2 separate regions of the Drosophila melanogaster genome follow, and region 1 is linked to region 2. The links are chromatin contacts, called in public Hi-C maps. All regions are on one chromosome and are shown on one strand. Each heading gives the region's core, a stretch centred on a gene start, on an enhancer-like site or on the middle of the called end of the contact. The rest is flanking DNA. Distances are from core to core; before and after follow the strand shown. Region 1 holds the start of Ids (Iduronate 2-sulfatase). Region 2 holds the start of lncRNA:CR43883 (long non-coding RNA:CR43883).

Region 1 (5,539 bases), core at 863-3,362, 2.6 Mb before region 2:
TGAAATTTCATTCATTTCATTCACAAAAATCCACAAAAACGAAGCCAAAAAGGCAATGGACACCAGTCACGCATGCGCGGCTCGCAGTGGATCGGATTGTATATTGTGCATATATAGATTGGTTGGGCGGCTCGGGGGGATTTGGGGGTGAGGCGGTCCCCAAGGCGGGGGCATCGCAGAAATTACAGCGAAAAATATGCAGCATGTCTGGGCGTCTCGCGGCTTGCAAACGTTGTTGCCCAACCGGAAGTATTAAATTCCAATTATGGCGACAAGATATTTCGCCGTCTCGAGATCGTTTGTCGCGCTGCCTTTATTGCTTATGAATTCATTCAAAATCAGAGGGATTCGAAGGGGAAGGGACAGCCGATCTCCACTAGCTGCCCACCATCTCCATCAATCGCCGGCGAAGGCGCTGACGCACATCATCGAACTGCGGCAGGGGCATCAGGTTCAATTCCTCGCCCGAATCCAGGCGGTGGTCGTACAACTCCTCGCCATACACATCGTGCCAATCTGAAGGGAGTTATATTTAATATATAATTAATATGGTTATTAATTGAATCTATTGATATTCTCTTACCTCTGCTAAAGTTTTGCGCATGGAACCTCACCCACATGGTATACCTATATATATCGGTTCTGAGACTATAGCCCATGATTTTTATATTCCTTAACTTCGGCTTGTCGCTGTTCGGGTGCTTTGTGGGCAGCATTCCTGGTCTTGGGTACTGACTGAGAGCCACGTGCTCATCCGCTGGAAGTGATTGCATTAAATACATTATATATCACATACAAAGCAACTTACCCCTTCCCAATCCCATCAGCTGATGGTAAAGACTTTTTCCCTCGCCACAGGTCAACTCCTGAGAGCTCTGGCATTTGTCCAATTTGGGTAATCCTGCCAGATCCACCAAAGTGGGGAAAACATCAAGGAGTTCTGTGATCCCGTGATAGTACTTCGTTTGGGCGACAGGGAACTGTGGACTTCTTATGATCAGTGGAACCCTGAGCGCCACCTCGAAGTTGCTGTACTTGGCCCACTCGGCGTGCTCACCCAGAGACCAGCCATGATCCCCCAGAGCGACCACCACCGTCTCATCCAGATCCAATCCCCCAATCAACTTGCCAAACAGATCATCCACATAGGACACCGAGGCGTAGTAGCTCTGTCGTATCTGAGCAGCCTGGAGTGGGGATATCGGTCCGTAGGGAAAGGATATGTTGGAGTGCTTGAAGTCATCCCTGGCCCGCACATCTGTGTAAGGATTCCAGGCCACTGCCGGCATATCCGGCGGCTTCAGGCTATCCTCCGTGTAATTGTAAAACTGGGAAAGGTTGAATCTCGAAAGGAATTGCCGTGGGAACCGGAAATTAATGTGCGGCTTGTGGAAGCCCATGGCCAGAAAAAATGGTTCCTGGCTGTGCCTGCTCCGTGAGCCCACAAAGCGCAATGCCTCCGCCACGGACTCGATGTCCGGCAGCGTTTTGTACGGCTGAGTTTGTAGCTCCACTGGACAGATGAGATTCTTCCGCAGAATGCCCTCCTTATCGGGACACACTGGCGAGTTCATAAACTGCTCGGTTCGGGGACGAAATGCTGGAGCCGACCAACTAAGGGGATAGTCATCCGTGTTGTTGGATGAGAGGCCAGGATGGAAGACCTTTCCACAGCTATAGGTGTAATATCCGTGCTCCTTGAAGTACTGCGGCAAAGTGGTGAAATTTCCGGTGAAAGTGCGCCAGTAACTGTAGAAATCGTACAGATGCAGAGTATCCGGTCTTCGACCCGTGAGCAGCGAATTCCGGCTGGGTGCACACAGGGATTGCTAAAGATTCAATATATATGTGTTTTATTAGGTCCGCACATCAATGATCACAGGCTGCCCACCTGGCTGTAAACTCTTGTAAAGATGTGACTTCCTCTAGCAAAGTTATCCAAATACGGCGTGCTGGCCAGCGTATCGCCATAAGCTCCAATAACTGGACGCAGATCATCAAAGATCACCATCACCACATTCGGCCGTCGTGGCGGAGCAGCTGCGTCCAGCAGCACTGGCATCATCAGCGAGAGCAGGAGACGAGCAGTGATCATGTCTACGGCGAAGGAAGCTCACAACTGTTGACTCGAAGATGCCGACACGGCGGATGTGGATGCCGGCGAATTTGTTGTGCTACCCTGTGCCCATGAAATCTGATAAGGGGGTATATCAGCGGCTCATACATTTGGTTTTATAAAAATTTTGAAAATCAAGTAATCTATATATATTCAAAAATTCAAATATCTAAAATATGGCGTTTTGAAGGGTTTTTCTTTTAATCTCCTGATGCATTTGAAGGGTATATTTATGTCATTCCCAAATTCATTTAAAACACTTCACTTGTTTACTGTTTTGCGCGGTAAAGTCCAAAGAGCATGGAGAAGAGAAATCGGACGGGCGGCGCAATTCAAAACCGCCCTCCATTATATTTCAATTGAATTTAACGGAAGCGCGCCTCGTCGACGCTTACAGTGCACATTTTACAAGTACAGTAAAAGTTCTATAATCACGAAATGCAACAGTGGGTCAAATTATTCACAAATCAAGAACTAATGAAGTTTTGTACAACCTAGTTCATATCTAAAACCGTCCAAGTCATTATATCTGCGTACCATTACTCTAAGATATAATAAACATGTTGTAAACCTTTTATTTAAATATATAAATATTTTTTCTTTTGTTTGCAGTTTAAAACTTATGTTACTTAAAATCCTTGTAAAAAGCCAAATCACTATTCAATTGGAAAACATGTTCAACTGATTTTTTTTAGCATTTTTTTCATAACTGGGCTTACTGATTTGAATTCGAGTTTAGCATATTTCACTGTACATGACCATTCTCCGGACAGGGACTGGAATGGAATCGGGGGCATTCCGCAGGCTGGCATGAATAATATTTACACATAGTATATAATGATTTGCGAGCTAACGATTAACAATAACAAAAATATTGGTGCTTTGTGATAGTCACCCACCGCGAAAGCCTAATAGGGATCAACTTTTAGCGTTTCTTTATGGATAATTTCTGGGTAATCCCCTCTAGAAAACCGTTCCGCAGTTGGAACAGCGCTTCTCACGCATGGCCAAGCAACAGAGAATTCCCAGCGGGAAGAAGAAGATTGCGCAGCACAGTCCGCAGGCGGAGAAGGTGTCCTCCAGGTATCCAATCCGACATGCAGGGCATCCTCCAATCACGATGATCTCGGTGGGCATAGCGACCGGAGCAGGCTGAATCACCACGCTGACCGGCGTCGTCTCGAAAGCTCCGTAGGTTGGCATGTGCATGTTTGGTGGCGGAGCACTAGGTGCTCCCTGATGCACGCCCACTATCAGCCGGGAATCTAAAAAAGATGTGCATTGAATTGGATGCCTTTAGTGAGCCTATTACTTACCCTGCGAGGGACTGTTCATGACTTCTTCGTAGCTCGGCGGCGCGGCGTCTTTACGGGTATCTGCCATTGTGGCCGGAAAGCTTTTTTTTGTGACTCACTGCTTCTTGTTATGAAAATAGTCTAGGCTTTTTTACTACGTTTAATTGCGTTAACTTTTTCTCTGCGTTTTCTTTGTTTTGCCGCAATCAGTTATCGTTGCAACAGCTGACTGCGACTATTCTATCGATTGGTAATCGTGGTCGCGGGAGTACATATCGTAAATCAGTAGTTTGAATTTGAGCAAAGAATTCTACGATTTAACATCTTAAAATACATTTATTTATGCAAAACTAACAAATGCAACTGCACATACATCTTGTTCTATAAGAACCTATAAGCAAACTTATAGTAGCCATCTATTTGGCTTTGAGTGAGCGAGGATTTCTGCTTGGTCAGAACTTTTTCAAAGTCTTGTAGCTCAATTTCCGTGGCCTTAAAGTCACGTTGAAAAGCCTCGATAGCCGCCTCATTGCAGAGATTACACAGATCCGCTCCAGAATACCGGTCTGTTCGGGCAGCAATCTCCTGGAGAAACACATTTTCATGGAAAGGCATGCGCTGGGAGTGGAGTTTTAGCAGAGCCAGGCGGGATTTCTCATCTGGGGCTGGTACATGGATAAGCTTGTCAAAGCGTCCTGGTCGCAGTAGGGCATCATCGATCATATCCGGTCGATTGGTGGCTGCAACGACAAGTATATGTTGCTGACTACCACCCCCCACAATGCCATTCATTTCGGTCAACAGCGTGGAGAGAATCCTCAGCTGAACTTGTCCACCACCTCCGCCACTTGAGACCGTCCTTCTGCCAACAAGCGAATCTATAAAATTAAGTGGATTAATCATTTTTATGGCAAATTAAGCTTATCCGACTCACCTATCTCATCTAGAAATATAAGACAGGGTGCATTTTTTCGCGCTGTGTCAAAGATTCGCGATATAAATCTTTCCGCGCAACCGACGTAGGGAGAGTACACCTCCGCCGCCGACGTAGCAATGAAGGTCATGTCAGCTTCCTTGGCCAGGCACTTGGCTACGGTGGTCTTGGCACATCCTGGAGGTCCATAGAGCAGCACTCCTTTGGGCAAACTTAGTCCGAATCGAGCAAAAGCGGCACTTTGTCTTATACCCGCTAGAACGGAGACTTGCAAGGTACGTTTCAGTGCTTCCATGCCTCCGATAACCTCAAACCCAGCCGTCATCTTCGAGACCCGCACATCTGTGGATCGAGATGCACTCGGTTGAGTTTGTGACAGGGATTTGAGGAAAATGTGCTCTATGTCGAAGTCGTCTTTTGTTAAGAGTTGCTGTTGAACGCGGCGCAGGAGTAGTGTTAAATCCGCTATCACATATCCCTGAGTGTTTCTCGCTATATGCTCGAGTAAAGTCTGTGAGATATTCAGCTCGTGTACTTCGCAGAGATGCTCTACGAGTTGTCTGCGCTGCCCTTCGCTGGGCATATTAATGGTCACCTCTCGGACGAACCGCCTGCGCGCATGTTCATGCAAGGAGTCCGGGACACCAGAAGTTGCCAGACATATGATGCCTCGAGGAAGTGCGTCTAGCAGTTTGTAGAGCTCAGCTGAAATTCGTAGGCTATTGCTAGAGTTTTTTGCATCTGCGACAGCCGTTGAGGGGCAGAGCAGCTCCAGATCCTCAATGAGGATTACAATTGGCACTATAAATATAAAACTAATTAATATTTCAAACGTAAAACAAACACTGTGAAAATTACATAATGGACGTAGTTTCTCCTTGAAAGTCTGAGCAGCCTGAAAGATCCTCCTCAACTCCTCTTCGGTTTCGCCGGGATATGAGCGCAGCACCTGGCTGGCTGTAATGTAAAAACAGTTGCAGCTATGACGACGCAGGAACTCACTGAGTAGACCACTTTTTCCACAGTCCACCGGACCCACAACCAATGCTGTAGTAGGAAATCTATGCGAAAAGCTGATTTTAGAGGTTTCCAGGAGCTTCTCCAACTGCTCCATGGGTCGCTCGAAGCTGTGTGGCAAATACTTGAAGATAAAATCTAAAGAAAAGGGCATTCCCAGGCGTATGTCCGCCAGGA
Region 2 (5,027 bases), core at 1,996-4,495:
AAGGGGTGGTGGGAATGGGTTGGGTTTGCGAAGGGGCAGAGTGACACTCACATGCGGCAGAGCCACAAGTCCACCAGTCCACCACTGTTGATTGCTGTCAGCAATCTTTCGCCATGATTCAAGCTCGTCGTCGCTGCTTTTGCGGCTTTTATTTTGTGGTTCTTGGGAGCTGACCCCATTCAATGTCATTAACTCGGCCCAAGGTCTGTTTGCTTTTTTCAGCTAGCCAGCCCCGCAGACGTTGGCAATTTCGCATAATTGGCTGAAAATTATGAAATGCTACGAGGAGGGACGAACCAATCGCTGGCTCCTCGTTGCGGTGGCATCTTCATTTCACTCGCTGCCTGGTGAACTCCAATGAACTCTCTCTCTCTTTAGCAGCCTGCACTTGGAGAAATTCCCTTACATATTCTTCTTTCTATGGTTCTTTGTTCTTAATGCGATCCGAAATTTCTGTCAGTACCTGTTCTTTGGCCAGCCTGTCAGCGGCTCGTCCAACTGTTCGCCCCCAGGCCAAAATCCGATCTTCATGGGATCGGACTGCTCGACTTCCTTTCACCGGCGAACTCAACTGTAAACGTTCCAGTCACTTAGTCAACAATCTGTTGCATCTAATTGTCTCTGCAACAAATTACTCAATTCCAGTTGAATGCTAAAAGGAGATCGGCACTCAGAATCCCATCCAGATGCAGATGGAGACGACGAGAATGGCAACGAGATCCCAACGACGACCGGCTGGTCGGTCAACAGGTTTGACATAATTTTCACTTTAGTTTGTTTTTAAAAGCACACATTTGCACGCAGCTGAGGGATCGCCATACGATCCGCATCCGATCCCCGAGAGCGGATCACAGCGAGGACGATAATGATAATGATGATGACGCTGCGCCGAGTAACTCAATCGCAAAATCCCACATGGTCACCAGCTCCACATCCCCATTCCATTCCATTCACGATGAGTCAAACGGGCACTTTAGTGGGCGTGGCGCACTTCCGCAAGTAATTTGCTGCGGTTCTGGCGAGGATCATCGGGGCGGTGGTCTTATAATGGAACATTTTAATGCTGAAACCGATGCTTAAAATCAAAGTCATAAAAGCAAAAAGTGTGGCACAGTGGATGGGATTGATTATCATTTATGCAGCACAAAATTGATATATTTGTAACATTTCCAACAAAAAACCACAAATATTGGCCTAATTAACATGAAATTCCTTAACCCTTTCGATACCAAATAAAAATTTAAAATTAGGTTACTTGTGAGCACTTCCAGTGCCATCGTACTGCGATGATGGGGACAATAATGGTGCTGTCGAGAGTGCAGTTGCCACAGTCGCAAGATAAATATACTAAAGGTAACTTGATCAGTGGCACACGGAGATCATCAGCACAGAACACGAAACATGGCCCAGATGGAAGCGATGGAAGCGATGGAAACGATGGAACTGGCTGCCTGGTTAATGGAGGAGGGTAAAAACTTGCCAACGGAGACACGTCAACAATGAGGCATAAAAACGGGAGCACAGTCGCATGCAACATAATTGAAAGCAATTTGTGGTCCTGAATCTGAGTCTCTGTGTCTTCCGTCCCCAGATCTTTGGGATCCCGGGCACCAGCGTCGGCATAAACATTACATTGATTGCCATTGCCCCACACTAGCTGCTCACTTCACCCAATCCCCCAACCAGCTAGTCCGTCCGTCCATCCATCCGTTCATTCATTCACTCATTCACTCACTTGCCCAGCCAGTCACTCACTCACTCGTTCACTCCATCAGTCACACGTGTTGTTTGTCGATCTGGAGCATGAGGATCGCACACTTGGGCACCGAGAAAAACAACTACTATATAGTATACTATTCATAAGATATAAGATATATATACACATTTCAAGATCTTCTAGTTTCAATTGTGATCTTTGGCTTTTTTCAGTGCATGACTGCATGAAATCAGATATCTTATGTTTAATTCACAATCCCCAGTTGTGTGCAGAGTTTTTTCTCAGTGCATAGCTACATGAAATCACCAGAAGGTGAACGGCTGTTCGACTTCGAGCGGAAGTCGCTTAGTTCCGGCGCAAGGCAGCCCCATTCTTGCAGTCCATCCTCACTTTCCTGCCACCTGAGGCGCTCGTTCTCAGTTCCAGAGGCAAAGATCTTGGGTCCCATGACTGGATGGGGTTGTGTCGACTGTTACGCAACTGTGGCAATGTCTTTGATTTGTATCTCTGACGCGGTGGTCGCCGCTACTTCCAAAAAGTAATTGCAAACAGCTGAGCAGCATGTGCGGCCAGTTGGTTTTCCGTTTTGGAATTGCCTTTCCCAAAATTCCTGAATTGTGCAATTTTTGATTGTTAGTGCTCTATTTTCGAGTTGCCCCATGTGATTACAAATATTTCGTGGAACTGTGTTTTTTTCAGTTCGCTTTTATTTTATTTGAACTTATGATTTCCTTAGTTTTCATTATGAAAATAAAAATTAAGCCCAACTCAATTACCAAAATGAATTAAATGTAATTTGCAAATCATTTGACCACGACAAATGGCAATCTGTGAACCATTAAATTCAGGGTCGAATCCGTGACGAATTCACTCCTTGTTGCCGCTTGCCATCGCATTTTTGGGGTCATTTCGCTCCAGATAAGCTCCGCTGAGCAATCAACATGGGGCTTTTGGATATATGTACATATGTATGAGCACTGTACACTCATTTTATGTGTGATATACATACATACATGCAGTCGAGGCTTAATCATTGTTGAAGTGATGTTCTTGCTTCAGAAGGAAACTCCGCAGAGCTGAAACTGCACAGTTGGCTGCACCTCGTTGCCAATGCAAATATATGTTGTTAAAATTAATTTAGAGAATTTCTTCACATTTTCCTTAAGCATTCCTCTTCCTCTTTTTTTTTCAGTGCACTGCGAATGTCATCTCCACGCATTTTTGCCCACTTAGCATTTAAGTTGCGGACTTGAACGGCGAACACAAGGCGAACTGCAGTGGGGCTGAACTAAAATCCAGGTGGAGCAAGTTGTGTGATCTTTGGCTTGGATCGAACAGCTGTTGCCCATGTTAATGCTAATGCCAAATCACGCATACGCCTCGTTGTGCGGCCAAGCGTGGCAAATCGGCTGTGTTTGCTTAGGTGGCCGTCGCGATTGCGATGCCCCAGCAATTCAAGTGCAGTGCCCATCAATAAAGTGAAATTTGTTGAATGGCTGCGGAGCTTCTGCCACTGGTGGCACTGGGTGCCACTGGGTGCCACTGAATGCGGCACGGTATCCACATACTTGTATTTATTTTCATCAGCAGCAGCTGAGCCGCAGCAACCGGACGCACGTGTTCATTTTCATTTGGCGCAGAGAACGCAACAATGATAAACAGCCGCAGCTGTGCACTTGGAGAAAAGTCGGTTAGGAATGGGGAGGAAAAAATGCTTATGTTTATGCTTAGATATGATCCAAAAAGTAACCCACTTTCATGCAACCTTATAGATAGAAAGTCAGTTTAATGTGTTGATTTCTTTTTTATGAATATATATAATATATAAGTTTTTTTCTTTCAGTGCTGGCAGAATCTTTGTAGACGGGGCTCAGCGGAAGACGACCAGCAACTGCGGAAATTATTCATTCAAACTGCTTGACTGCGTCGGTCGAGCGGCTGTTTTCACTGGGTTTTTTTTTTCATATTCAATGCTGAAGAAATTTGAAATTCATACAAATTGCAGGGCGCAGCAACAAAGGCTTCGACTGCGGGTTCAGTGGCGGGGACGGGGGAAGGGGGTGTTGTGGAGCCACCCATGCAGCTCCACAATGTCCGGCAGTTGCGATAGTAACTACAACTGCGGCAACTGTCCGTCAAAAAGTCAGCGAAGCGCGGAGGAGCAAAAACGCAACGCTTTTGTTTGGCTTTGGCCCCTAATAATTATTGCTGCCCCCTTTTTTTTTTTGGTTTTTCGGTTTCTATGTTAACAATTGCATAACACAAAGGCCCAGATGAAAGCTTCGTGCTGGAAGCCCCAAGCTTTCTCCTTCACTCCAGTCCACTTCAATCCAATCCAATTCATCAAGATCGGTTTTTTTTGGGGGGGCATTATGGGAGTGAAACAAAAGCGAGCGAACTTGGCTCGTCTTTCACACAGGTGTGCTCAATCAATCAACATGAGATCACATTAAACCGGAGGGCAACAATGGCCACGATAATCACACTCAGCTGGACCGAGTCCAAGTCCCCCAAAAATACAGTCGAGTTTCGCTAAGTTGGACTTTTCAAGGAATAAGAAGGTCACAAGATTTAACTACTTAACTTCCATCGAGGCTCACCTGACCGATACTTGAAATATCATTTCTGTTCGCTTTGGCCATGCTTCACTGTAATCAATTTTTTTTTTGGAGCTACGCACCCGCAACGTGGTCCATGGTCCACGCACATGTGTGTTGATAGCTTTTGTTGCCCTCTTTTTATATAATGTAACTGCTTGGCTTGGGCTTGTGGCTCATTAAGACCCTAACATTCAATGACCATTTGTGGCCACCTCGAGTGATTTGGGGGGATTTGTAACATTCCACACTTAATTAGCGGACCTCCGAGCGGCGGTTGAAAGAGTTGTACGCGGGCACAGACATTTTCGACTTTGTTTTCTTTATGGCCAAAAGTGTACGAAACATGGGAGAAAAGTCGAGATTGCCGAGGCTGTGAGTCATTAACTTGGCTAACATGGACAGCAGGAAGTGGGACTATTAGACCTCAAAAATAACTATATCAAATCAGTATAAGTTATGCGAGTGGAATATTCTTTAAAAATATAGTAAGTACCAATATGTAGACTATAGGCACCCATCAGGCACCGCCTGTCACTCGATTTCCATATGAAAGTAATCATCCGTTTCCCCACTCCAGCTTGCCCCTCTTCGCCAGCCGAAGGGAGTGGCATCCACATGAAAGAGCCGAAAAGCCGCAAGTCAATATTTGTCGCAGCGCTGAGCAATTTTAATTGGATATTTGTCGGAGCCCCTCTGCAAAAGCCACAAGT

Evidence for each region. A called contact is a pair of places that touch in the nucleus more often than the background predicts.
Region 1: a contact with region 2 is called in a Hi-C map of the Kc167 cell line, with 2.3 times the contacts expected there. The contact joins the promoter of Ids here to the promoter of lncRNA:CR43883 in region 2. A contact is called at or near these places in 2 of 107 Hi-C or Micro-C datasets (both in the Kc167 cell line) and 1 of 6 datasets of contacts at active chromatin or transcription factors (the Kc167 cell line).

The regions. Positions count from the first base shown.
Region 1 is chr3L:3,374,841-3,380,379 of dm6, reverse strand. It overlaps Ids (Iduronate 2-sulfatase), which reads right to left and starts at 2,112. Exons shown (of 4, transcript NM_139557.2): 1 at 1,892-2,112; 2 at 809-1,829; 3 at 584-757; 4 at 297-516. The coding sequence starts at 2,095. The coding sequence ends at 377. CG12012 reads right to left here and starts at 3,623. Exons shown (of 2, transcript NM_001300000.1): 1 at 3,433-3,623; 2 at 2,388-3,381. The coding sequence starts at 3,499. The coding sequence ends at 3,080. It overlaps CG12010, which reads right to left. Exons shown (of 3, transcript NM_168030.2): 1 at 5,204-5,539; 2 at 4,346-5,146; 3 at 3,731-4,289. The coding sequence ends at 3,793.
Region 2 is chr3L:818,977-824,003 of dm6, reverse strand. lncRNA:CR43883 (long non-coding RNA:CR43883) reads right to left here and starts at 3,245. Exons shown (of 1, transcript NR_073908.2): 1 at 2,492-3,245.